Linked DNA regions of Mus musculus: region 1 is linked to region 2. The links are chromatin contacts, called in public targeted proximity ligation maps. All regions are on one chromosome and are shown on one strand. The core of a region is the stretch at or near the end of the contact, and the rest is flanking DNA. Distances in the headings are between cores, read along the strand shown. Region 1 holds the start of Ctsf (cathepsin F). Region 2 overlaps Gm960 (predicted gene 960).

Region 1 (6,437 bases), core at 394-2,893, 180 kb after region 2:
GTTGAAGTAGGAGGAAACTCAAAAGAGCAAACGTGATCTAGTCACGTAAACTTCTCTCCCATAGAAGTGCTGTTTATAAATACAGTAGATGCATTCTTTTTTTTTAAAGTGATAAGCACGATTCTTTTTTTTTTTAAGATTTATTTATTTATTTATTTATTTATTTATATTAAGTACACTGTAGCCGTCTTCAGACACTCCGGAAGAGGGAGCCAGATCTCATTTCAGATGGTTGTGAGCCACCACGTGGTTGCTGGGAATCGAACTCAGGACCTTTGGAAGAGCAGTCCGTGCTCTTAACCCCCGAGCCATCTCTCCAGCCCCAGTAGATGCATTCTTTATGGGATACATTGTGGAGAGACCTATAGGGTACTGCTAGGCAGGAATCTGACATTGGCCAAGGACAAGGAAACAAGCCTCAATCTTTAGGTTGTAATAGGGAAGCAGGACAAGGCAGAAACTCCAATCTCGGGGTGGTACAAAAGAAGCAGGCCCTGGGCAAGATCCAGGCTTTTGGCCTGTCATGCATGTCACTACTGGAGTGGATGTAGCAGTCTACATAGGCCCTGTTTTGAAGACAAACAAACCAAGGGAACTGTCTTAAAGACTTCAAAAAACTCCTTCATATATACATACCCTGCACACTCCTCACGTACACACAAGATTTCTGTGACAAGGCTGATTTTAACCGCTTTAGATAACATACGACAGCTCCTTCAATGAGCTGAGGATAATTTTTGCCTCTCCGATACAAAACCAATGGATTTTTGTATCCAAGCAGTTTATGGACATTTCCCTTTCAATAATAAAAAACCCTCCTTTCCGGTCCCTCTCCAAGTGTGCAGAGGCTTACGAGAATGCATCTTGGTTTATGATTCAATTTGTTATTCCCTCATACATTTTTACACTTTGGAGATTTTTTTCCCACCCTCTGTTTTCAGTTGTGACGCTGTCCCTTGGCAGTCCTGGAACACAGTGCTTTTAAGTGATTTACGGTACGATCCACCCTTTGCACAGCTTTGTTGATTATATAGATGTCTTTTAAGCCTCACAACAGCCAGACTCATGTAGCCTACGCTCAAATTCTCTTAGGTATCCAAGAATGACCTTGAACTTCAGAACTTTCTGTCTCTTCCTGAGTGCCTCACCAGGCTAGGTTTATTCCGTGCTCGGGGATGGTACACAGGGCATTTGTGAGAGCTAGGCAAACACTAGCCACTGAACTACCTACATCCTCTGGTCCCACAACCCATAATATTACTGACCGTCTGGTGAATGACAATAGGTGCCTCAAAGGTGAGATCACACCGTGAAGGCAGGCTGAGGAACCAATTGTTTGGGTTCACCTCTTATCAGAGTCATCTGTAAGCTTCTTTTTCTTTATCTACGCAATGGGACTGCACTGACCTCACAGGTCTGCCATGGTTAAAAGGATCTGGCTTTTCCTGCGTAAGATAGAAAAGGGCGTAGATTCTTATTTTATTGTCAACCTAGTGTCCTCTCCCCTCACTCCACCCTCTCCACCCCCCCACCCACCCCCCCCCGCATCCCGCACCCCGTGGTCCACGTGCCTCGCGTAAATAAGCGAGCGCGCAAGCGCCAGGAATCGGTGCCCATTGGCCGCCCCGGCGTTCTCCAACGTTGTAGGGAAACTCTCTGTGGCCTCTGACAGCAGGCTCCGCCTCGGGTCTCTTGATCCGTGTGTTTGTGGGTCAGTGAATCCGGGCGAGCAGCTTCGACCTCGCTATGGCGCCCCTACTGCAGCTTCTGTGGCTGCTGACACTGCTCTCGACTGTGGCCCTGAGCCCCGTCCCCGCCAAGCCCTGGGCAGATGACGAGCAGGCCTGGAACTTGTCGTCCCAGGAGCTGCTGGCCCCCGCCCGCTTCGCGCTGGACATGTACAATTACGGCCGTGCTGCGGGGACAAGGGCCGTGCTAGGAGCGGTGCGCGGACGCGTCCGCCGGGTGAGGACGCGCGGGGAGCGGGCGCGGGGCCTGGGCCCAGGAATGGTGCAAGGTGGAGTTTGGCTTAAATTTGGGATGATGGCCAGGACAGGGGAGGGAAGGACCTGTTTAGACCTGTATCCGGTAGGGAGGCACAGATGGGCAATGGTCTCCTAAGAGGAGTAAAGGGGGAGGGGATGGCTGGGCCAGCCCCAACTTCTTCTCCATCCAGGCCGGCCAGGGCTCTCTGTTCTCCCTGGAAGCCACACTAGAGGAGCCACCTTGCAATGATCCCCTGGTGTGCCCACTGCCTGAGACGAAGAAAACAGTGGTGAGTGAAGAGGTCAGCTATTGTTGGCCCTAGCTGGCAAACAATTGGAATGGTGGGTCCTGTCGAGGCATTGGTTACTCCTGAGATACCAAGTTAGAGACCAAGATGCTCTGAAAGGGTGGGTGTTGGGGTGCTGGGTGTCTGCTGCTGGCCTCCCTCTTTCACCAAGTTATGACTGCCTTCCATGTGGCTCTCCTTTGAGGAACTTCTAGCTGCTCTTGCCAGGACCTTGTTTCAAACTGTCCCAAGACCGTCTTCTTTCTATGCCTCCAGCTCTGCAGTTTTGAAGTCCTGGAAGAGCTAAAAGAACACTTGCTGCTGAGGAGGGACTGTAGCCCAGTGAATGCCAAGGTCACAGGTGCTGGGATTGCTCAAGGAGACTGGGAGAGCCCAGACCATACTTGAGTCAGAATCCAGCCTTAATTACTTCTCTGTTCCGACCCTATCCAGAGTTTAGAAATGCGACTTTCAGCTCATTCCTTCCATTGTTGGACAAGGATCCCCTGCCCCAGGTGAAGACCCTGTGTCGAGGAGAGACAAAGGCCCCTTAATCCTCTTTCCCTTCTCTTCTCTTTCTCTGCACGCCCCTTCTCTCTCTTCCCCCTCACTTCCTCTTCCCATAGTGACTTCCCTGTCTTGGTCCTCCAGGGTAGAGCTCAGTCAGCTCACTGGGGTCTGGCTGGACTTGTAAGTGAACATCCTTCCGCCTTCCTAGGACTTCTCTGTGAAGATGGCTCCACTCTTCAAGGACTTCATGACCACCTATAACCGGACTTATGAATCAAGGGAAGGTAGGCCCCAGCCTTGTCATCTGTCTCCGTCAGGCCTGGGCCTTCTCCCGTCACGGCACCTTGATACTAAGGAGATAAAGTACACAGTGATACCTTATTTCCCCGGTGGTAAACTGAGCCAGATCAAGGCAGATAAGATGATATTAACTGCTGGTTTATTGGGAAGCTGCTCTCTGGCGAGTTCACTGGCCCCAGTGATTAGGCCACGGAAATCACCATGGGAAGAGGAGATGAGGGAGAGAAGGGGAGAAAGGGCCCACACAGAGAGAGAAGAAAAGAAGAGAAAAGGGAGAGTGAGGAGACCAAAATGCCTGGATTGTGTCTGGAAGAGCTTCTGGGTATGCCAGGGTAGGGACTGAGGGGTGCTGGGAGAAGCTGGAGGCCAGGTCTGCCTTGATATGAAACATATGCACCTCAGTCCCTGGTCCAGGGGTCCGAAACCAAACAAAAAGGATCCTGTGTCTCTCAAGGAGCCCATATCCCTAGGGTCCTATCCAGCTTTCTAGGCAGTCATCTTGTCAAGGAGTGGCCTGGTTTCCTCCTTCCGTTTTGTCTTCCTAACCGGAAACCATGGGCTTCATCCCTCTAGGCAGGATGGGTAAGACTTAGACCAGATTTTCTCCTTTGGATTTCCTCTGTCATGGCCTTTCCGGTAACCTCTCCTGGGTGACACCCTTCGGTCTCATTTAGATTACTGGTTTTATATTCAACAAGTCATTGTTCCAATTTGGGCCCCCAAAGTTGAGCATGTCTCTCACTTTGAAGTCGGCTTCCCTCATGTCTTATTCTGCCGGCCCCAGGGATCTATCCTTACAAACAGCTTCAGGGACTATGGCAGGGACTCAGTTAATAAAGCCCTTGCCTTGGAAGCGTGAAGACCTGACTTCAATCCCCAGAACCCACCAAAGAAGCCCGATATGGCGGTCTGGACTTGTAACCTCAGCAACAGTGAAAAAGGAGAAAGAAATAGACTTATCGCAGCCGGTCTAGCTCACTTGAGCTCCAAACCAAAAAGAGACCGTTTGTGCCTCAAACAAAAGTGGAAGGCCTTGAGAAATGACGCCAAAGGTTGCCCTTTGATCTACACACACACACCACTTACTCAACACACGCATGTATGTATACAGAAGTATACACAAAGGCACACACTCGTCTATGCACATATACAAAGGTACACACACACACACCACACATGTGCACACATGTATGTGCATACATGCATACACAAAGTCACACTCTCATGTGCGCACACACACTAATCCACACGTACACTCATATACAGAATCACTCACACTCACATATACTCAAACACTTACCCCCACTTATTGCTCCTTTTATGATCTGGTTGGGTTCAAGACCCTCTCCCTCTCTTTGGTCCTCAGAAGCCCAGTGGCGATTGACTGTCTTTGCAAGAAATATGATACGAGCACAGAAGATTCAGGCCCTGGACCGCGGCACAGCTCAGTATGGGATCACCAAGTTCAGTGACCTCACAGGTGGGGATGGTGACCAAAGCTGACACAGAACTTGTGCTGCTCAGGCTCCTCATGAGGGCTGGCTTCAAATTCTCATCTCTGCCCCGCCCTTCTCTACCCACAGAGGAGGAATTCCACACCATCTACCTGAATCCCCTCTTACAGAAGGAGTCTGGCAGGAAGATGAGTCCAGCCAAGTCCATAAATGATCTTGCCCCGCCTGAATGGGACTGGAGGAAGAAAGGGGCTGTCACTGAAGTGAAGAACCAGGTTGGAGTCCCAGAAGTAGGAATAGGAAGGCAGACTGCACGGGGCCTGAAGAGAGAGCCTTGACCGTGACCATTGTCTTGCAGGGCATGTGTGGCTCCTGCTGGGCCTTTTCTGTCACAGGCAACGTGGAGGGCCAGTGGTTCCTGAACCGGGGGACTCTGCTCTCCCTGTCAGAGCAGGGTGAGCATCCTGCTCTAGTCCCCTTTCTCCAGACCAGCCCCTTCAGAGGGCCCCTTGGAACCAGTCTTCTGTCTCCTAGAGCTCTTGGATTGTGACAAGGTGGACAAGGCCTGCTTGGGTGGATTGCCCTCCAACGCCTATGCAGCCATAAAGAATTTGGGTATGTGTTAATCTGGTTTGGAGGGGCAGCAGGTACCACCTCTTTGCAAGAGGACGTGAGGGTCACACCAAACTGGGTTCTGGTCTTTATGCTGACCCTTTCTGACTGAAGACCTACAGTAAGTGAGAGCCTCAGTTTTCCTAGCTGTGAAATGGGATATACAATGTTGTCTCCAATGGCAAGTGAGGTAGTGAATCGATGTAAGATTCTGATGCATGACAAGGACCCAGTGAATCTTGGTGTTTTCACTTCCTGGCAGTCTGTGTTCTTATTATTCCACCAAACTAGACAGCAACTCATCTCTCTCCTGAGGGGAGGTATTAAATTCAGTCATGGGCTGCGGTAGTAGAAGGATGGCAAGCTAAGAGCCTGCAGTAGCTTTGAAAGAAGCTGGTCCAGGCGCCTCCAAGGGTGTGAGCTACAGCAGCAGTAGACTGTCAGAAGGACAAGCAGCAGAGGGCAGAGGTGCCAGGCAGCCTGAGATAAGGCCTCAGCACGGAGGCAGAGGTGGGAGTGGAGGCCTGCCTTTGTTGATAGACACTGTAGCTTCTTTCCCACACCCTCTCATCCCTAGATGTGTCATCACTAGTCTGAGGAGATTTCCTCAGAGGGGTACCGGGGCCCTGGGGTTATGTAAGGAGCATGTGATCTCATGTCTGTGGGATGCTCGGCAGTCCTCTATCTGGGAGAACGTGAGTAAGTCATAAACAGACGTCTACTTATTCCCCAGGAGGGCTGGAGACAGAGGATGACTACGGCTACCAGGGCCATGTTCAGACCTGCAACTTCTCAGCACAGATGGCAAAAGTCTACATCAATGATTCAGTGGAGCTGAGCCGGAATGAAAATAGTGAGTGGGGGTCCCTGTAGGTGGGTCCAGGTCGATACTGCTGGGCCAAGGTACCACTGGCACTGCCTTCCCCTTTCAGAGATAGCAGCCTGGCTGGCCCAGAAAGGACCTATCTCAGTTGCCATTAACGCCTTCGGCATGCAGGTGAGGTCCTGACCTCTCTGTCCCTCCCCATCTCGCCAGTGCCTTCCTCCCTTCTCCTTGACGCTGGCCCCCTGCTTCGTTTTCTTCTCAGTTCTATCGCCACGGGATTGCTCACCCATTCCGGCCCCTCTGCAGCCCTTGGTTCATCGACCATGCTGTGTTGCTGGTGGGCTATGGCAACCGTGAGTTCCGCTGGCCTCCTGCTTCCCTTCCGTCTACCTCAGGCCCCAGTCAGAGGCTAGATAGCAGCCTCTTAGGCCTTCTGAGGGGGATCACCCTGGTCATGCCTGAG
Region 2 (6,580 bases), core at 3,397-5,896:
AGATGTAAGATAGAACCTCAAAGCAGCTTTAATGTGCATTTCCTTGATAGCTAAGGATACTGAACATTTCTTTATATGTTTCTTGGCTCTTTGAGAGTCCTTTTTTTTGAGAATTCTCTGTTTAGATCTTTACCCCACTTTTAATTGGGTTATTTGATTTGCCGATGTCAAGTTTCTTGAGTTCTTTATGTATGGTGGATATTCACTCTCTATCAGAAGTAGATGTGGTGAATATTTTTTCCCATTCTGTAGGCTGCTGTTTTGTCCTATTGACAGTGTCCTTTGCCTTACAGAAGCTTTTCAGTTTCATGAGGTCCCACTTATTGTTGGTCTTAGTGCCTGCACCACTAGTGTTCTCTTTGGGAAGTTGTCTCCTGTGCCAATGCATTCAAGGATGTCCCCACTTTCTCTTCTATCAGGATCAGTGAATCTGAACTTTATGTTGAGGTCTTTGGTCCACTTGGACTTGAGTTTTGTGCAGGGTGATGGACATGGGTCTGTCTGCCTTCTTCCACACACTACATCCAGTTAGACCTGCATCATTTGTTGAAGATGCTTTTTTCCCATTGCATATTTGGGTTTTTTGTTTTGTTTTGTTTTGTTTTTGTTTTTGTTTTCGAGTCAGGGTTTCTCTGTATAGCCCTGGCTGTCCTGGAACTCACTCTGTAGACCAGGCTGGCCTTGAACTCAGAAATCTGCCTGCCTCTGCCTCCCAAGTGCTGGGATTAAAGGTGTGCACCACCACTTCCCTGCTGAATAAATTTCTTTAAGATAAGGTTTTATGAAATCATACTCCATTGGAAGGACCCAACCTAATGCAAAGAGTCCTATAAACATCAAAGTCACAATCTCTTTTACATGAGACATTTCCCAGAGATTAATTTTCTTCATATGACCAAGTTAAATGTATCATTTAGTATAGTCCTTTCATGAGTGTTTCAACTGATGTTTGGTGTAAATCTTGCTACTTGATCATACTCTTCATTTAAATATGTCTTAATAGCTCTATGATAGAGACAGGGAGCTCTAACAGTAATGATGCTTTAAGGAAGTCCTTGCTCCTTTGAGGCTAATGTCATCTGGATTACTCTTTTACCTTTCATCTCCAGCACAGGCTTACTCCTGGTCACTAAGCTCACAGAGCTCTTCTGAATGTCACATTCAAGTACCTGACCAAGGAGCAAGGAATGTAACTCAGTGACTGTTCATTCGGCATTCTTGAGACCCTGGGTTCAACCCCCAGCATTTTGCCTGTCAATAAGATGATCGTATTAAGCAACAATTTAGTCTTAATTCCATGACCTCTTCAAAGAACATGATCTTGATTTCAACTCATTTTTACTATTTCCATAGTTACATCTTAGAACTGATTCTGAATACTTTAAACAAGCGGTTCTAAACCTTCTTGTCTTAGTCAGGGTTTCTATTCCTGCACAAACATCATGACCAGGAAGCAAGTTGGGGAGGAAAGGGTTTATTCAGCTTACACTTCCACCCTGCTGTTCATCACCAAGGAAGTCAGGACTGGAACTCAAGCAGGTCAGGAAGCAGGAACTGATGCAGAGGCCATGGAGGGATGTTCCTTACTGGCTTGCTCCCTCTGCCTTAATCAGCTTGCTTTCTTATAGAACCCAATACTACCAGCCCAGGGATGGTACCACCCACATTGGACCCTCTCTCTTTGATCACCAATTGAGAAAATGCCTTATAGCTAGATCTCGTGGAGGCATTTCCTCAACTGAAGCTCCTTTCTCTGTCATAACTCCAGCTTGTGTCAAGTTAACACACAAAACCAGTCAGTACACTGCCTAATGTTACAACCCTTTAATACAGTTCCTCATGTTGTGGAGACCCCCAACCATAAAATTTATTTTCATTGCTACTTCCTAACTTTAATTTTGCTACTTTTATGAATCACAAAGTAAATATCTGATATGTGACCCCTGTGAAAGTATCACTTGACACCACTATGGGTTTCAGCCCACAGGTTGAGAACCACTGCTTTAAGCCAAAATGCCTCACTCTAATTGGAAAGGATGCGCACCAGTATATTACCAGTGGCTTTTTCTCTCTTTCTTTCTTTTTCTTTTTTCTTTTTTTTCTTTTTTTTTTTTTTTTTTGAGACAGGGTTTCTCTGTGTAGCCCTGGCTGTCCTGGAACTCACTCTGTAGACCAGGCTGGCCTCGAACTCAAAAATTCGCCTGCCTCTGTCTCCCGAGTGCTGGGATTAAAGGTATGCGCCACCAAGCCCAGCAGTGGCTTCTTTGATAAACCAAATTATATGTACTTTAAATGTTATATATGTACTCTAAATATTTGATTTAATCACAAGTAGATTTTTCTTAGGGAAAAAGGTTTGCAATAGAAAAAAAGAGAAACTTTAATATTCTTTCAAGTGTCACAACCTGCTATGTCCAGAGCTTATCTGACCTAAATTCAAATCTACTTTTCAGTATCTCAAGACCTCTAGCCTGAAACCCCTTGTGGCTGGGCTAGGCGCCCTTCCTCTGTGCTAGGCAGCGCTCAGGTGCTCCTCATCATGGCACACAGCACAGTGTAATAATTGTTGGCCTGTGCACCTTTCCTTTACATCCAAGTTCCTCAGAATCAAGCACCACATGCTAAGAGTGCGTACCCAAGAGACCTATGTAAGTGTGACTGATTTGAACAGACACTGGCTTCTAAATGAATAAATATTGAACTCGCATTGACCTTTGTGATTCAGACGGATTAAGCTCTATTTCTTCCACCTTCATATGACACTAGGAAAGTCAGCCCAGTTCTCTGAATCTCACTTTTGTCATCTGTAAAGTGGAGTGATAATCCATATTCTACCCATTTCATAGAGGTGTCAGAGCCTTGAGTATTTGTAAATGTTAGTCATGCGAGTTATTACTTGCTCCAACTGGCTCACATGCTCTTGTTTCTTAGCACTGCTTTCCTTGGTTCACCGGAATCACCTTTTTATTGCTTCTTGACATCAGCAGTTCAGAGCTGACTAACCATTAATTGCTCCGGACTGTTTACTTTTCATTCCCCTAAAGAAGATAAGGCACAGACAGGGAGTCAGCTGTCCTGATATTGTGCATGTTCCGTCCCCAAGGAATATGTAGTTGTTCAAACATGAAAACATATTTCCCAGAACTTCCTGGAAGATTTTGGTTTTCATTTGTTTTGAGACCAGTTCTTATAAAGCTCAAGCCAGCCTAGAACCTTCGGTGTTGCTGAGGATGCCTCTCAACTGATCTCTTGCCTCCACCTTCCAAATGCTGGGACTGCAAATGTATGCCACGAAGCCTGGCCTAGGAAGAATGTCTACATTATTCTAATTCTTTAGATCTCTATTACTTTCATCTTTCAAGGAAAGATGGGAGACCAGAAAATCATTAAAGATGACATAGAAGGCAATTATACTCTTAAATCTGGGCTATAAAGAGATCTATAACCCAACTAAATAAAAATTTGTTCAGATGAGATTTTTGTTAAAAATACTTTATTTATCGTGTGTGTGCATATGTGCACATACCACACCATATGTGTGGAGGTCAGAGGATAACTCTGTGTTGTTGGTTCTCACTTTCTACCTTGTAAAATGCAGGGATCAAACTCAGGTGATCAGGTGTGGTGGCAGGTGCCTTTTCCCATGAGTCATCTCACTGACTCTGGAATTCAAGGTTAATTCAACTGAAAGAACCACCACCCTGTCTCCAGTGCTCAGTTGATACTGATGTCTTAGCCTCCAACATACAGCAATTACAGACACAAACCATCATACCTGATCCAGATGGCATCTTGATCTTGAATTTCTAGCCTACAGAGCTGTGAGAAAATAAATCTTTGTTCCTTCAGCCACCCAGTCTATGATATTTTGTATGGAAGCTCTGACTAATGCGGCCCCGAAGGTCGACTAATTACCAGCCTCTCAGTGGAACACAGACATCAGGGTTTGGGGAGCCCCTGGATCATTTCATGTCTGCACAGCTTCTTTATTCTACTTTGCCTTCAAACTATGATGGAACCAGGCTCTCTTTCCTGTAATCATAATTGCGTAAAAATAAGTCAAATGATCAGAGTATATAGAACCACAGCAAAACTTGCCTCAAAAGTCACCTGGCAGGGTGCTATGCCTGATGCGTCTTGAGAACGGCCCCCCTCCTCTGAAGCCAGAGCCAGCTTTGCAGAGAGCCTGGGTAGCGCAGGCTGTATTTCTATATGAGAAGGAATGCCAACAAATCAGAACTGCATCAGGAGCCAAGAAGGCCTTTACCTGATGAAAGATTACCTGCAAAAAGCAAAATATGGGAACTGGTTATACATCGGCAAATTGTTTCAACATTTAGAGTTACTTTCTAGAGGAAAGATAGCTGTTTGTAATTTTTTTAGATTAGTTAAACCAATCTGAAATTTCAGTTTCCATAAAGTCATGTCCAGTGCCAACATTCTAGCTGATAGTCCTGCATTTTTTCAACAAATCAGCTCATTACTTAATAAACACAAGTCCACTAAGGGAATTAATTTAGAGCTGAAAACGGAAAAGTTCAAGAATGACCGTTTCAGGTTTGTGCTCTTTAAACTATTGTAGCCTTAGCAAGAGTCAAAGTCTCGCCGTTTTTGCCTTAGGAATGAGCTTCCTCGTGTTTTGTATGTGTGACTCAGACCGTGCTTTCCACAGAGCAGCTGGGAGGGGCATGGATTATCCACAACAGAGAGAATAGCATAGCATGCACCATCTCTCTTCTTTATTTCCTGTACCTGAGTTACAAAACCAAACCAAACCAAAACAAAACAAAAACCTCCCACTTTAATAAAACAGTGCCCTGTAGAACAATTAGGAATAAAGGCACTATAACAAGTTAATTCAACTTTAAAAGTCTAATCACTGAATTCGTCTTGAAATAATAATGCTTTAACTATTTTTTTAAAAGTGGTTTCCCCAAATAAAACCCCAGACATTCATTTTAACAGAGACCATTGTTGTCGCTGTGCTCTGTGAGTGTAACTCAGCCCACAAAGCACTGAGTACAATGGCAGCAGCAAGGCCACACTGCACCGAAGCTCAGTGACCTCGCCACTGAACCCAGACACTCGGCATAAGTCCTTTAAGTTACCAGTGGATGACTGCCTTACTTAGAGAAATCTCCCTTTTCTGATTCAATTACTTTTCTGTGAAATCAGGGACATCTGTTTAAAATAGTAAGATAGTACAGAAATGAAGGGAACATCAATGCAGGAGAAAGGGGGCTGGAAATGGCTCTGAATTCTTTAGAATAATCTTAATAACCATTTAAAATAAATTGTGTTAAAAACAACATAAATTGTGTACTTTTTAAAGAGTCTACTCCAAACATCTCAATCTACACAACAAAAAGGAAATGAGCAAGCAAACAAGATAAAGATAGAAAAGCCAGAGTTAAATAGGTGAAAGAATCAGAAATACTATTTCAAGATAAATTGAACCTATGTTGAAATCTCATGTTCATGTTCAAATATATACTATAAAACAAATACTTTTAAATCTAATAAAAACACATTCATGAGCCGGGTGTGGTGGTGCACGCCTTTAATCCCAGCACTCGGGAGGCAGAGGCAGGCAGATTTCTGAGTTTGAGGCCAACCTGGTCTACAAAGTGAGTTCCAGGATAGCCAGGGTTATACAGAGAAACCCTGTCTCGGGGGGGAAAAAAAAACCACATTAATGGTGGGGAAAAAAGTAAAAACAAAATGTAATAATCCAGAATGGATAACAAAAAGAAAGAGGCTTATTTGCTGCTAAGCCTGACAACCTGAGTCAATCCCTGGATCCCACATAGTGGAAAAAGAGAATGGACTCCTACACATTGCCCTCTGACCTCCACACGTGTACCAGGGCATGAATAAGCACTGCCTGCTCACTTGAGGGGTAACTAGAGCAAAGGAAACTGGTAGCCACATCACTGCTGTGTGACAAAGGCTTTAACAATGTCATGTAAGCAGCCACAGGACTCAGAACTACACAATGCAGGTAGTGAGAGGCAGGAGCTTTGGATGTCACTACCAGGGTGAAGGACAATCCAAGACATATGCCATTCAAGCATGCAAGGCTGGATGGAGCTCAGCAACCTTGAGGACCTCTGACCTACCAGTTGTTAACATGAGATATTTTCAAGCTAAACAGTTTGTGGGCAACTGACTCTAAATTACTAAGCAACGAACTTACCATCAAACTTATAACACAGCAAACAATAACACTGGACCTGAGAGTTAATAATGAGACATTGTAAAATAAATATTTAGACCCTTAACAAAGAAAAAGAATCCATTGTAATAAATTAAAGCAAAACTAACAGAGAAACATTTTTAGAAATCTTGGGATTTAAAGATACAATGTTTGAACTTAAGACCTCATAAATGGGGGTCTGGAGAGATAGCTAAGTGGCTAAGAACACTTGGTGCTCTTGCAGTGGGTCTGGATTTGACTCCCAGCACCTGCACGATGATTCATAACCATCTGTAACTCTTGGGATACATATATACATGCAGGCAAAACACCCATACACAAAATGAATAAATTTAATAGAAATAAATCTTTAAAAATACTTAT

The links.
Region 1: a targeted proximity ligation map of pancreatic cancer cells shows a contact between it and region 2. A contact is called at or near these places in 1 of 39 promoter capture datasets (liver), 1 of 484 Hi-C or Micro-C datasets (bone marrow-derived macrophages), 3 of 130 datasets of targeted methods (the NIH/3T3 cell line, bone marrow-derived macrophages and pancreatic cancer cells) and 1 of 9 other capture datasets (pancreatic islet).

Annotation. Positions count from the first base shown.
Region 1 is chr19:4,853,522-4,859,958 of GRCm38.p6, forward strand. It overlaps Ctsf (cathepsin F), which reads left to right and starts at 1,644. Exons shown (of 14, transcript NM_019861.2): 1 at 1,644-1,965; 2 at 2,177-2,275; 3 at 2,549-2,633; 4 at 2,726-2,787; 5 at 2,991-3,066; 6 at 4,449-4,562; 7 at 4,666-4,811; 8 at 4,895-4,991; 9 at 5,071-5,151; 10 at 5,882-6,001; 11 at 6,081-6,145; 12 at 6,237-6,327. The coding sequence starts at 1,747.
Region 2 is chr19:4,667,960-4,674,539 of GRCm38.p6, forward strand. Gm960 (predicted gene 960) reads right to left here. Exons shown (of 15, transcript NM_001033447.3): 4 at 4,099-4,208. Among named protein-coding and RNA genes, the nearest start is that of Gm960, 27 kb to the right of the region's middle.